Linked DNA regions of Mus musculus: region 1 is linked to region 2. Evidence: chromatin contacts called from public HiChIP or PLAC-seq data. All regions are on one chromosome and are shown on one strand. Each heading gives the region's core, a stretch centred on a gene start, on an enhancer-like site or on the middle of the called end of the contact. The rest is flanking DNA. Distances are from core to core; before and after follow the strand shown. Region 1 overlaps Gm30568 (a long non-coding RNA gene). Region 2 has its middle 18 kb from the start of Ralgps2.

Evidence for each region. HiChIP or PLAC-seq counts read pairs in DNA pulled down with a chosen protein or histone mark.
Region 1: an H3K27ac HiChIP or PLAC-seq map of trophoblast stem cells shows a contact between it and region 2, with 5 times the contacts expected there. The contact joins two enhancer-like sites. A contact is called at or near these places in 11 of 39 promoter capture datasets (the C10 cell line, the HPC-7 cell line, cranial neural crest and 8 more), 4 of 15 datasets of contacts at CTCF or cohesin (CD8 T cells, the NIH/3T3 cell line, embryonic stem cells and 1 more), 24 of 484 Hi-C or Micro-C datasets (the AML12 cell line, B cells, the C2C12 cell line and 15 more), 31 of 115 datasets of contacts at active chromatin or transcription factors (CD8 T cells, the HPC-7 cell line, T-cell acute lymphoblastic leukemia and 22 more) and 4 of 9 other capture datasets (adipose tissue, embryonic stem cells, liver and 1 more).

Annotation. Positions count from the first base shown.
Region 1 is chr1:157,073,325-157,077,937 of GRCm38.p6, reverse strand. All of the region lies in intron 1 of Gm30568 (a long non-coding RNA gene), which reads left to right. Among named protein-coding and RNA genes, the nearest start is that of Gm30568, 6.0 kb to the left of the region's middle. Within about 2 kb of position 1,472, at least 55 of the 459 cell types and tissues checked have an H3K27ac peak or open chromatin away from gene starts, as enhancers often do. A contact at or near this core is called in the N1E-115 cell line, extraembryonic ectoderm and trophoblast stem cells, where this site is marked.
Region 2 is chr1:156,955,121-156,960,220 of GRCm38.p6, reverse strand. No RefSeq gene overlaps it. Among named protein-coding and RNA genes, the nearest start is that of Ralgps2, 18 kb to the right of the region's middle. Within about 2 kb of position 3,675, at least 82 of the 459 cell types and tissues checked have an H3K27ac peak or open chromatin away from gene starts, as enhancers often do. A contact at or near this core is called in the N1E-115 cell line, extraembryonic ectoderm and trophoblast stem cells, where this site is marked.

The DNA of each region.
Region 1 (4,613 bases), core at 223-2,722, 120 kb before region 2:
TCCAGTTGATAGCTGTGTGACTTCATACAAACTTTCTGTGCCTCAGTTTCCTCACCTGTAGAATGGGGACAATAATACTTAGCTCATAGAAATGCTTTGAAATTTAAAGACTTAAAAACTGTGCAAAGGGTTTTGAATTTTATTCGGCTAACAGTGGGTGTCAGCTTGTTCTACTCAAAACACTCAGGACAATCTATCCCACCCGTCCTTTGATTCTTCTTCCCTTATTTACACACCCAAATTCACCAGCAATTTCCATTCTTCCGATTCGAACCTCACCTGACTCTACGACTTTCGCGCGCGCGCGCGCGCGCGTGTGTGTGTGTGTGTGTGTGTGTGTATGTGTGCGCGCGCGCGCACGCGCACGCGTTGTATGTGTTCATTTGTTTGCACGTGTATGCATGAGCACGTGAGAGGTCAGAGGTTGGGGGAAGAGCTTGGATCACTGGGGTGTACTCTTAAGGAGACCCAAGGTCCCCAGCTTTTGCCATGAGATGCCATGCTGCTTTACCACGGCCTCAGGACGCAGCCCCACCTCTGAGGGCCCAAACCTCTGAAACAGCAGAATGAGTCTTCCCGAGGCTCCCACCCACTGCAGAACTGGATACCAGGTGGAGTGGCGATCTAGGCCGGCTCTCCTCGCTGAGTGCCACTCTGGCCGCCAGGTGGCGCTGCAGCACACTGGGGTGTTGCAGAGATGCACTTGTGGCTGCCTGAGTTCCGGTGCCAGCTGGCAGCATCCTCCGCCTAGGAGAGGATTCCCTTCTTTTCACTGTTCCCGTAGGTAGGCAAAGTTAGCAACGTAGAATAACCCTTCTCTTCTTGAAGGCTGAAAAAGAAAAGCCAGGAGCCCTTGGCATGGCCACCCTTGCAGGAGGCAGGTGTGGATGAGTCGCTTCCACTCAATGGGCATCCAGGACTAGAGTAAAGGGCAAGGACGGCTTGGAGACTAATCGCTGCCTGTGTGTAATGTTTAACCCAGAGCCGCAAGCTTCCATGTAGTAATAGTAATAGTCCTGAAGACGTCCAACTCTACCCTGGGCTGCCAGTGAACTGGCCTAGGACATGGGAAGTAGTGAGAATTTGAAGTCCATTGACATAAGTGTCACTAGCTGTACTATTGGCATTACCGCCACTGCCGTTTCTTTTCCCTGGAGGCAAGGGGAAGGCGTTTCAGGAATAACATTGGTTTATTCCTAGCATAAGAACCAGAGGAATGATAGTGCTGTGTGTTCTGGGCCACTTTTTTTTTGGTTTTTCTAGACAGGATTTCTCTGTATAGTCCTGGCTGATCCTGGAACTCACTCTGTAGACCAGGCTGGCCTCGAACTCAGAAATCCACCTGCCTCTGCCTCCTGAGTGCTGGGATTAAAGGCGTGCGCCACCACGCCCGGCTCTGGGCCACTATTCTAATGTGTTGTGTCCTGAAGTATGCCCTGGGAGAATGCCAGGATCAAGGCATGCATGCAGTTCCGATATCGCCCACGAGGTGGCGCAGGCCCCTGCGCTCTGTCCTGGGATTACAGAATTGATTTTAGCTAGGCTGGGCCAGTGAGTTAAATCGAGCACTAGACAGGCGTTTGGGGTCGTAGGCAAGTGAAGAGCTGTCTCCGCCCCCCCCCCCCCCCTTGGATTTGAGTCTCACAGAACAGTCACGGAGACCATTAGTTTTCCCAGGCCTCAGATGGACCAGAAGTGGGTTCAGGAGGGTGATGGGGTGAGATGACACAGTGGATCTGTAGTCAAAGCTAGACCTTAGGGTCAACTTTTGCTTTGATCTCTTGGCTGTATACCGCTTACTTCCAGAGCACCATCTCTGGGTTCTGACGCTTCTGGATCCATTTATAGCCTTTTTGTCCCCTTCCTGAGCCCTGGCAGTTTCCCCTCCTCCCCCTCCTCCCCCTCCTCCCCTTCCTCCTCCTCCTCCTCGCCCTCTTCCCCCTCCTCCCCTGCTTGGCCTCTCTGGTCAAGTGAGTGAGCCCGTCAGAAAACAGTATCCTTATTAGTGTTGAGACCTCCAACACCAGACAAATCCTGCTGTAAGGAAATCCCCGCTCCCTCCCATTCTCAGAACCTGTGTCCTGGGACTTCAATTCTTTTTCTTAAGCGCAGTTTTGCTCTGAGCCAGAGGTGTCTCCTCCAGTTCTCTGAGCCTCAGAAATCCCAGACCTCAGGGCTGTCAATCACTATTTCTTTATTCAGCATACCTTTTGAGGAATCAGAATAGATTCCTCCACCCCAACCCCGTTGGGTAGCGGTGATGGAAGCTAGGGTCTTCTACATGCTGGATAAGCTACAGTCAGCTACAGCCTCAGGCCTTGACTAATAAAGATTGATTTATTTAATGTATGTGAGTACACTGTCACTGTCTTTAGACAACCAGATGAGGGCTTTGGATCCCAATATAGATGGCTGTGAGCCACCATGTGGTTGCTGGGAATTGAACTCAGGACCTCTGAGAAAGTAGCCACTGCTCTTAACCACTGAGCCATCCCTCCAGCCTGCGATTTTTTTTTTTTTTAATTAGAAAATGCCTCAATATCTTTATCTATGGGTAAAAGTTTACAGTCACTTGTCTGGGTACTTTTCTCTCGCAGCGTGCTCTTCCTTATAGAATAGAAGGTTGGCTGATGAGCCAAGACTTCCAGTCTGGGGGTTTTATTTTTTGCATGATGAAAGCAATGTGGTATCATGGCCCTGCTAGCACAAGGAGTGATCTCTGGGGAAATGAGTCACCAGCACCTCCCTCCGGGTGGCTGTCCTCCCCCACCCTGGGGACGGGATGCACTGTACAGGAGGGAATCTTTGCAAGGCATTAACAATCTGGAGACAGAATGCAGCAACCAGGCCAGCCTGGCCTGTTGTTTTCACGCTTTGAGGGAGAAGTGAGAAATGCAAACCGGTCTCTTCACCTTCCCCGCAAATACAGGGCAGCCTTGCGCTAAGTCTCCTCTGATTTCATCTCCCTGGACACAAGCTGCCCAGTCGCACAGAGTCAAATCCAAACAAAAGATGACCGTCCATGCAGCTCCTCGAGGACCGGGGTTCTCTGAGTACATCGAAAGCAAGGGGGTGGGGGTGGGAGGTGGAGGGGAGGGGGTTGGGGGTGGGGAGGGGCCACGCCCAAGTTCTCACTGTGTCTAGAGACCCCTGGTCACACAGGCGAGGTACAGTTCAATCATACCCCAAAATTGGTTTTAAAGTTAAATTAGGTGTTGGGGCTTCAGGAGAGAGAGAGAGAGAGAGAGAGAGAGAGAGAGAGAGAGAGAACGAGCGAGAGCGCACGGCTGTCTCTGGTTTAAGGGCGCTCAGCTTGCTAAGGCTGCAGAAACTACAGAGAATATGTTTCCTGGCTCCCTCCCAGGCCACGGTCTCCTCAGGCCCCACCACAGGACCACACCTCCCTGCACTGACATACTGCTAGGTGCCAGCCACATACCCAATGCTTTAGTTCCCACAACTATCCCAGAGTTCTTGTCTGCAGATGAAGGCCAGGCCAAAGGATGCTTCTATTTGTCACCTCCATCAGATTAGTCTGTAGGCAAGCCTGTGGGGGCATTTTCTTTTCTCTTTTCTTTTCTTTTCTTTTCTTTAAAGATTTATTTTATTTAATTTATGAGTACATTGCAGCTGTCTTCAGACACACCAGAAGAGGGCATCAGATCCCATTACAAATGGTTGTGAGCCACCATGTGGTTGCTGGGATTTGAACTCAGGACCTCTGGAAGTGTTCTTAACTGCTGTGCCATCTCTCCAGCCCAGGCATTTTCTTGATTAATGATTGATGTGGGGTAGCCCAGCCCCTCTCGGGGTGGTGCCCCTCCCTGAACAGGTGGTCCTGGGTTGTATAATAAAGCAGGCCGAGGAAGCCATGGGGAACAAGGCAACGGGCAGCATTCTTCCATGACTTCTGCTTCAGTTCCTGCCTCTGGTTCTGCCCTGATTTCTCTTGGTGATGGACTGTGACAGGGACGTGTTAGCCAAATAAACATTGTGCTCCACAAGTTGGCTTAGGTCTGTGTTTTATCATAACAACAGAGAACCAAACGAGGACAAAGGCTGGCAGACTGGCTCCAAGTCACAGTGTCACACTAACTGTGCTGTCCTTCACCTGGGTGTCCTGGGTATCTGGGACATCAAGCATGATGGTGGGTAAATGTGTAAACAGTGGAAGAGCCTGTCTAACTGCAGTGACTCACGGTCCACACCCTCGCTGGTCCATCATAACCTTCAAAGCTGAAAAGCCAGGGCAGGGCTGGGGTGTAGCTCAGTGACAGAGCATTTGTTTGACATGGGCCAAGCCCTCAGTTTAATCCCAGCACAGAGAGAAAAGAAAAGACCAGGACACCCAAGAACTGCTGTGTCCCCACCCCGCCTGCATCCCTTCTGAAGCTGTTTAAGCTGCTTACCATTCGTACCCTTCACCAAAGAATAAACTCCACAGTCATGAGCATAAACAGCGCCGTTCTGTCTTGTGGTCTAGAATGCAGGATAGACAAGCAACTAAGGACAGCCACAGGGCACCTCAGAATTTATTTTCTAAATCATGGAGAAAGAATCTCAGGTTGGTATTGTAGAGACAGAGACAGAGAACTCAAACATGCCCACTCTGT
Region 2 (5,100 bases), core at 2,426-4,925:
ATGCTCTCTGTCCAATGGCTTCAGGATGCTTCTTCTATACACTGAGCAGCCTCACCAGGCACTGAGACCCAGAGGTTCCAGGCCAGATGCATGTTACAGTATGAACATGTCCTGGCACATTATGAGAATAACTTCTATTTTCCTGTTGCAATAAGATTAAACAGCTTTTCATGTTTCCATTGAGCCGTTGGGGCTTTTTTTTTTTTTAATGCTCGCTCTAATGTGGCTTTGTTTCTATGTTTCTTTTTTTTTGAGGATATAATTTTTAATATTCTGGCTTAAATTATTTGCCAGTTATGTTTCAGGAATATCTTCTCAAAGTTTGCAGGCTTGTCTTTAATAATCAGTGATGAAACCTTAATTATTATTTTTTAAGTGTGTGGTGAGTGTTTGGTTGTTTTTTGTTGTTGTTACTACTTTATTTCCCCTTGAGACAGGGTCTCTCTGTGTGGCCCTGACTGTCCTGGAACTCACTCTGCCAACCAGGCTGGCCTCGAAATAACAGACATCTGCCTGCATCCTTCTGAGTGTTGGAATTAAAGACATGCAGCACCACTTGTTTTTAAAGACTCATTCAAGCCAGGCTTGGAGGCCTATACTTATAATCCCTGTACTTAGAGCCTGAAGCCAGAGGAGTGAAGGTTAGAGAGCAGTCTAGGATACACAGTGTGATTCTGTCTCAAAAATAAGAAACAAACAAAAATCCAGTCTTGCTCAGGAAGTCCTTCTGTAGGCAGGCCATTCCTCCTTCCCTGCCTGCTGCTCTCTTTACAGTATACCACAGAAACTTGAAATAAAACTAAGACTAAAAATAAAACATAAAGGTATTGTGGGAAAAGGAGGAGGAAGAGAAGGAGAAGGAGGAGAATGAGAAAGAAAAGGAAGAAGAAGAGGAGAGAACTTTATTCCTCGGCTCAGAAATTACGAAGGTATTTCCTGAGTGATTATCTAAAAGCTTTGTAGTTGGGGCAGGTGATAAGGAAGCTAGAAATAGAACTCAGTAAAGTGCTCTCCATGTAAGCATGAGAACCGAAGTTCAGTCCCTGGCACACGACAGAACACACACACACACACACACACACAGGTAAGGCATGCACCTATGAACCCAGTGTTGGAGAGACAAGAAACAGGAGGATCTCTGGGGTTTGCTGGCCACAAATCTGTGAGCTTCAGCCTCACTGAGAGCTTTTGACCGTTATAACTATCTGGAGTTGGTCCGAGTAGGTAGACAGACCCAGCACTGTTGCCTGTACTTACTGCACTGACAGAATTCAACTTTGCACATCTGTGTGGTCTTTTTATGGGCTCCTTATTCTGTTTTATTGATCAATTTGTCTATTCTTGAATTAACACCACACTCTTAATTACTCTAGCTTGACAGGAAGTTCAGCTAGTTGATAAGGTAACCCTGTGCTTTTTTAAAAAATAGTTCATCAAATTCCAAAGGGACAGAAATATGGCAAGCTTTTGATTGAATTCACACACATTGAACCTTTAGAACAGTTTGCATTGACCTAATACGCTATGAGACTGAGATTTCTGAAGCCTACAATGATATGTATATTTTTATTTATATGGATCATCTTTAATGACTTCAATAAACTTAAAGAACTTTTTATAAATCATGTGTTTATGTTGTTACATCCATTTATATAAAGATTATTTTTTAACGTATATTTTGCGTTCATTTTCTTACTGTTTCCAACTGGGAAGTAGTATAGCTCTTTCTTTAACCCATCAGCCTTAGGAAACCCTCTTGATAACTAGCAACTTCAGCTATAGATTCTCTGCAATATTTATCAGTTTCTTCCCTTCCTGTTGTCATGCTTTTGTCTCTATCTTGTTCTGGGAGGGCAGCTTTTTGAGTTAAACAGAGGTCAAGATAGGTAACTTGGTAGTGGATCTTAAAATGAATGCTTTCTATCGTGATCCTGAATAGATTTTTTTTTTTTTTACAAACACTATGCCAAGGTACATATCATTGTACAAGAAATCATTTCATTAAAAGACTAAAAATGACAGACATTATTTCTCATGATTCAGTGGGGTGAGCTAGAGTTCCAGCCTCCACTCTTGCTAGTGCCAGAAGAACTGACTGCCAGGTGTGTAAGAGAGTCTGGAATAGCCTTACTGCAGCAGAAGTGCTCGAAATTTGGGGCTTCTGTACCCAAAATCTTAATTCCTTTACAGCCTCCCAGTATTCTTCTGCAGAGGACAGTCAGGAGTTGGCTTTGTTTTGTTTTGTTTTGTTTTGTTTTGTTTTGTTTTGTTTTTGTGAGACAGTTCAAGGGCTTCCAAGTAGATGATGTACCAAGCATCAAAGCCCAGGTTTAGAAATCTGTAAATGGGATAAGTTCTTCTAGCTGGGCTGCCTTGTGTGGCCAGCAGTGGGAGAGGAAGCACCTAGCCTTGCTGAGACTTGAAGTGTCACGGTGGGGGGAAAACCCAAGGGGACCCTCACCCACTCAGAGATGAAGGGGAAGGAGGATGGGGAAAGAATTGTGGGCGGCATGGGGGGGGGTGGCAGTCAGTGGGATGTAAAGTAAATAGGTAAAAAATAAATAAATAAATAAATCCCACAGCAACTTCCATTGCAACCTGGTGCAAAGTTCACAGTAAAGAGGGAGGAACACAGTGAAGCTTGCTGGGAGCCACCTGGCTCTGAGGAACAGCTGCTCCGAGGACATGTGTTCTCTGGTTGTCATAAGGACATCAGCATACCACGAACCAGAGCTGATTGTCATTTATCACCACATTGATGCTATTGGCTGGCCTTTATTGATGTTTCCTGATGCCTTTTTTATGAGCAATATCAACCACTTCTGGTTTTTTTTGTTTGTTTGTTTGTTTGTTTTTTCAAGATAGGGTTTCTCTGTACAGTCTATGTAACCCTGGAACTCACTCTGTAGACCAGGCTGTCTTCCAACTCAGAAATTTCGCCTGTGTCAAAACTGGGAAGAGAAAGAATTGAGAAAATTAGAAGCTGGGTGTGGTTATATATGCCTTTAGTCCCAGCACTGGGGAAGCAGAGACGGGCAGATCTCTGTGAGGTCTACGGAGTGATTGATTTATAGGCCAGCTAGCACTACATAGTGAGACCTTGTCTCAAACAAAACAAAACAAAAAAATTGGAGCAGTCCCTACCCTAGCTTGGCTAGGAAGGACATCTTCACAGGTTGTGCCTATGCGAAGGAACACAATCTAAAATACCAAAGTGAAGCCTGCCCTGCATTTCACCTAACAATCAATGCCTTAGAAACCTTTGAATTTTCCACAATGGCTCTTTTCTTTGGTGCTGCATGAAGTAGAGAGATGCCTCCAGCTTGAGAGGCATTCCATTTTCAAGGCACATAGCCTCTGGGAAAGTTAGAATGAGACCATAGCATCACTCAGACTGCCTCAGATTCACATCCACTTTCATTACTGAGCGTTGTATTAAGACCCGGTAGGAGTCTTTCCACTGATGCTCGCTGGGTTCGTCGCTCCTTTCTCACCAGCTCGTTGAGGAGCTAAAGAGTTGAGGCCCGTGTGACCCCAGGCACCCAGGAAGCTGTCAGCTCTTCCTGGGTTTCGCTTTCACAGATAAACCAGATTTCCTTTCCTCTAATCTGCTAAGGTCAACCCCACCCAGGGCGCGGATGTTTGATGGGAAGACAGCCTAGTAGGGCGGGGACCAAAAGTGAGAGAGATGATAGGTGGAGAAGAGATAGAGGAGGGTGGAGTTTTAAGTACTAAGGAAAGAGAAAGCTAAGGTCTTTGCAAATAGAACAGGTCTGATTAGGTGGGTTCCTCTGATTGGTGCCCTTGGGCCCCTCCTGTAAAGGACGCAGTAAGATGGAAAGAGGAAACAGACAGGAAGTGGGAGAATACCCAATACACAGCCCTTGCATCAGCTTTGTCTAGGATTCACTTTCCCCCTCTTGGACTAATCTCACACTTAACTGTATTATAAATGAATAAATTGCCGTGGGCAAAATTGAGGTCCCAGCCGGATCGTTTATAACGTTGCTTCAGTAGGGACTATTTCCTGAGCTCTGCACACCAAGCTTCTGTAGCCTTTTTGAACAGAACTTGTGAGTTGGGGCCTGCCTGTTTGCTGAGGAGGGAGGCTGCAGCTGGACAGGCCAGGTAGAGCTGGCGTTTCGCCATCGGATACTGGAGCTGTAGTGTAAATTCTCTGGGCAAAAGACACAGACAGAACTAGATCCCTAGCCCCCAAATCCCTGCATTTCCAGTTGACAGTTTAACCTTCAGAACCAATGCTATTCAACAAAATAAGAACAGTGACTGTGGGGGAGCCTGTGGTAGTGCCACATGCCTCTAATTCCAGCACTCCAGATGCAGAGGCAAGGGGCAGGCAGATCTCTGAGTTCAAGGCCAGCTTGGTTGGTCTACAGAGTGAGTTCCAGCAAGATCTTGAAAACCAACCGACAAACAAAAAAGTGATGTGAATTGAATGTGTCATATAGTACAGATCACACACTACAGTACATACAGTACTTCTGGCACAGTGTCCTCTGAAATGCTATACACGTCGTTTAAAGGCAATTGAATCTCAGTTTGTGGATACTACCACCCAGTTAGACGTTGGTAACTGGGAACTGTCCTGTCTGCCCTCACACTCTTTGGTTGGGGGTTGGAGGAAAGCAAAGACTAGATGACAGTTTGTTGTTCTCGGTGGCTGAATCCAGTATCAGCTGGGAGGAATACAAGAGGTGGAGAGAACAGGGAGCCCCCCCCCCCCCGCCCCCAGTCTCCTCCAAACGCAAGAGCCTTTATTCTGTCCTTCCTGACTTTAGGATACAGCACAGTCAGTGTCAACCGCTTGGTCTTTTTTCTTTGAGTACTGCAAATCCCTGAATCGGAATAACTCTCCAGTGACAGGCCTGTGATCTAACCTGATTTGTTAGAAGGGATAGTTATAAATGACTTTGCATTAGCAAAGATAGAGAAATAATTTATTCTTTACGTGTAAGAAATATCCAAGATCAATATTGTCACGGGGTTTTTGGGTTTGCTTTTTTGCTTTTTTCTTTCTTGACAGCTGTAGGGAATACCACACAGCAGATTCTCTGGAGATAATGGGGGCTACAGCAAAGA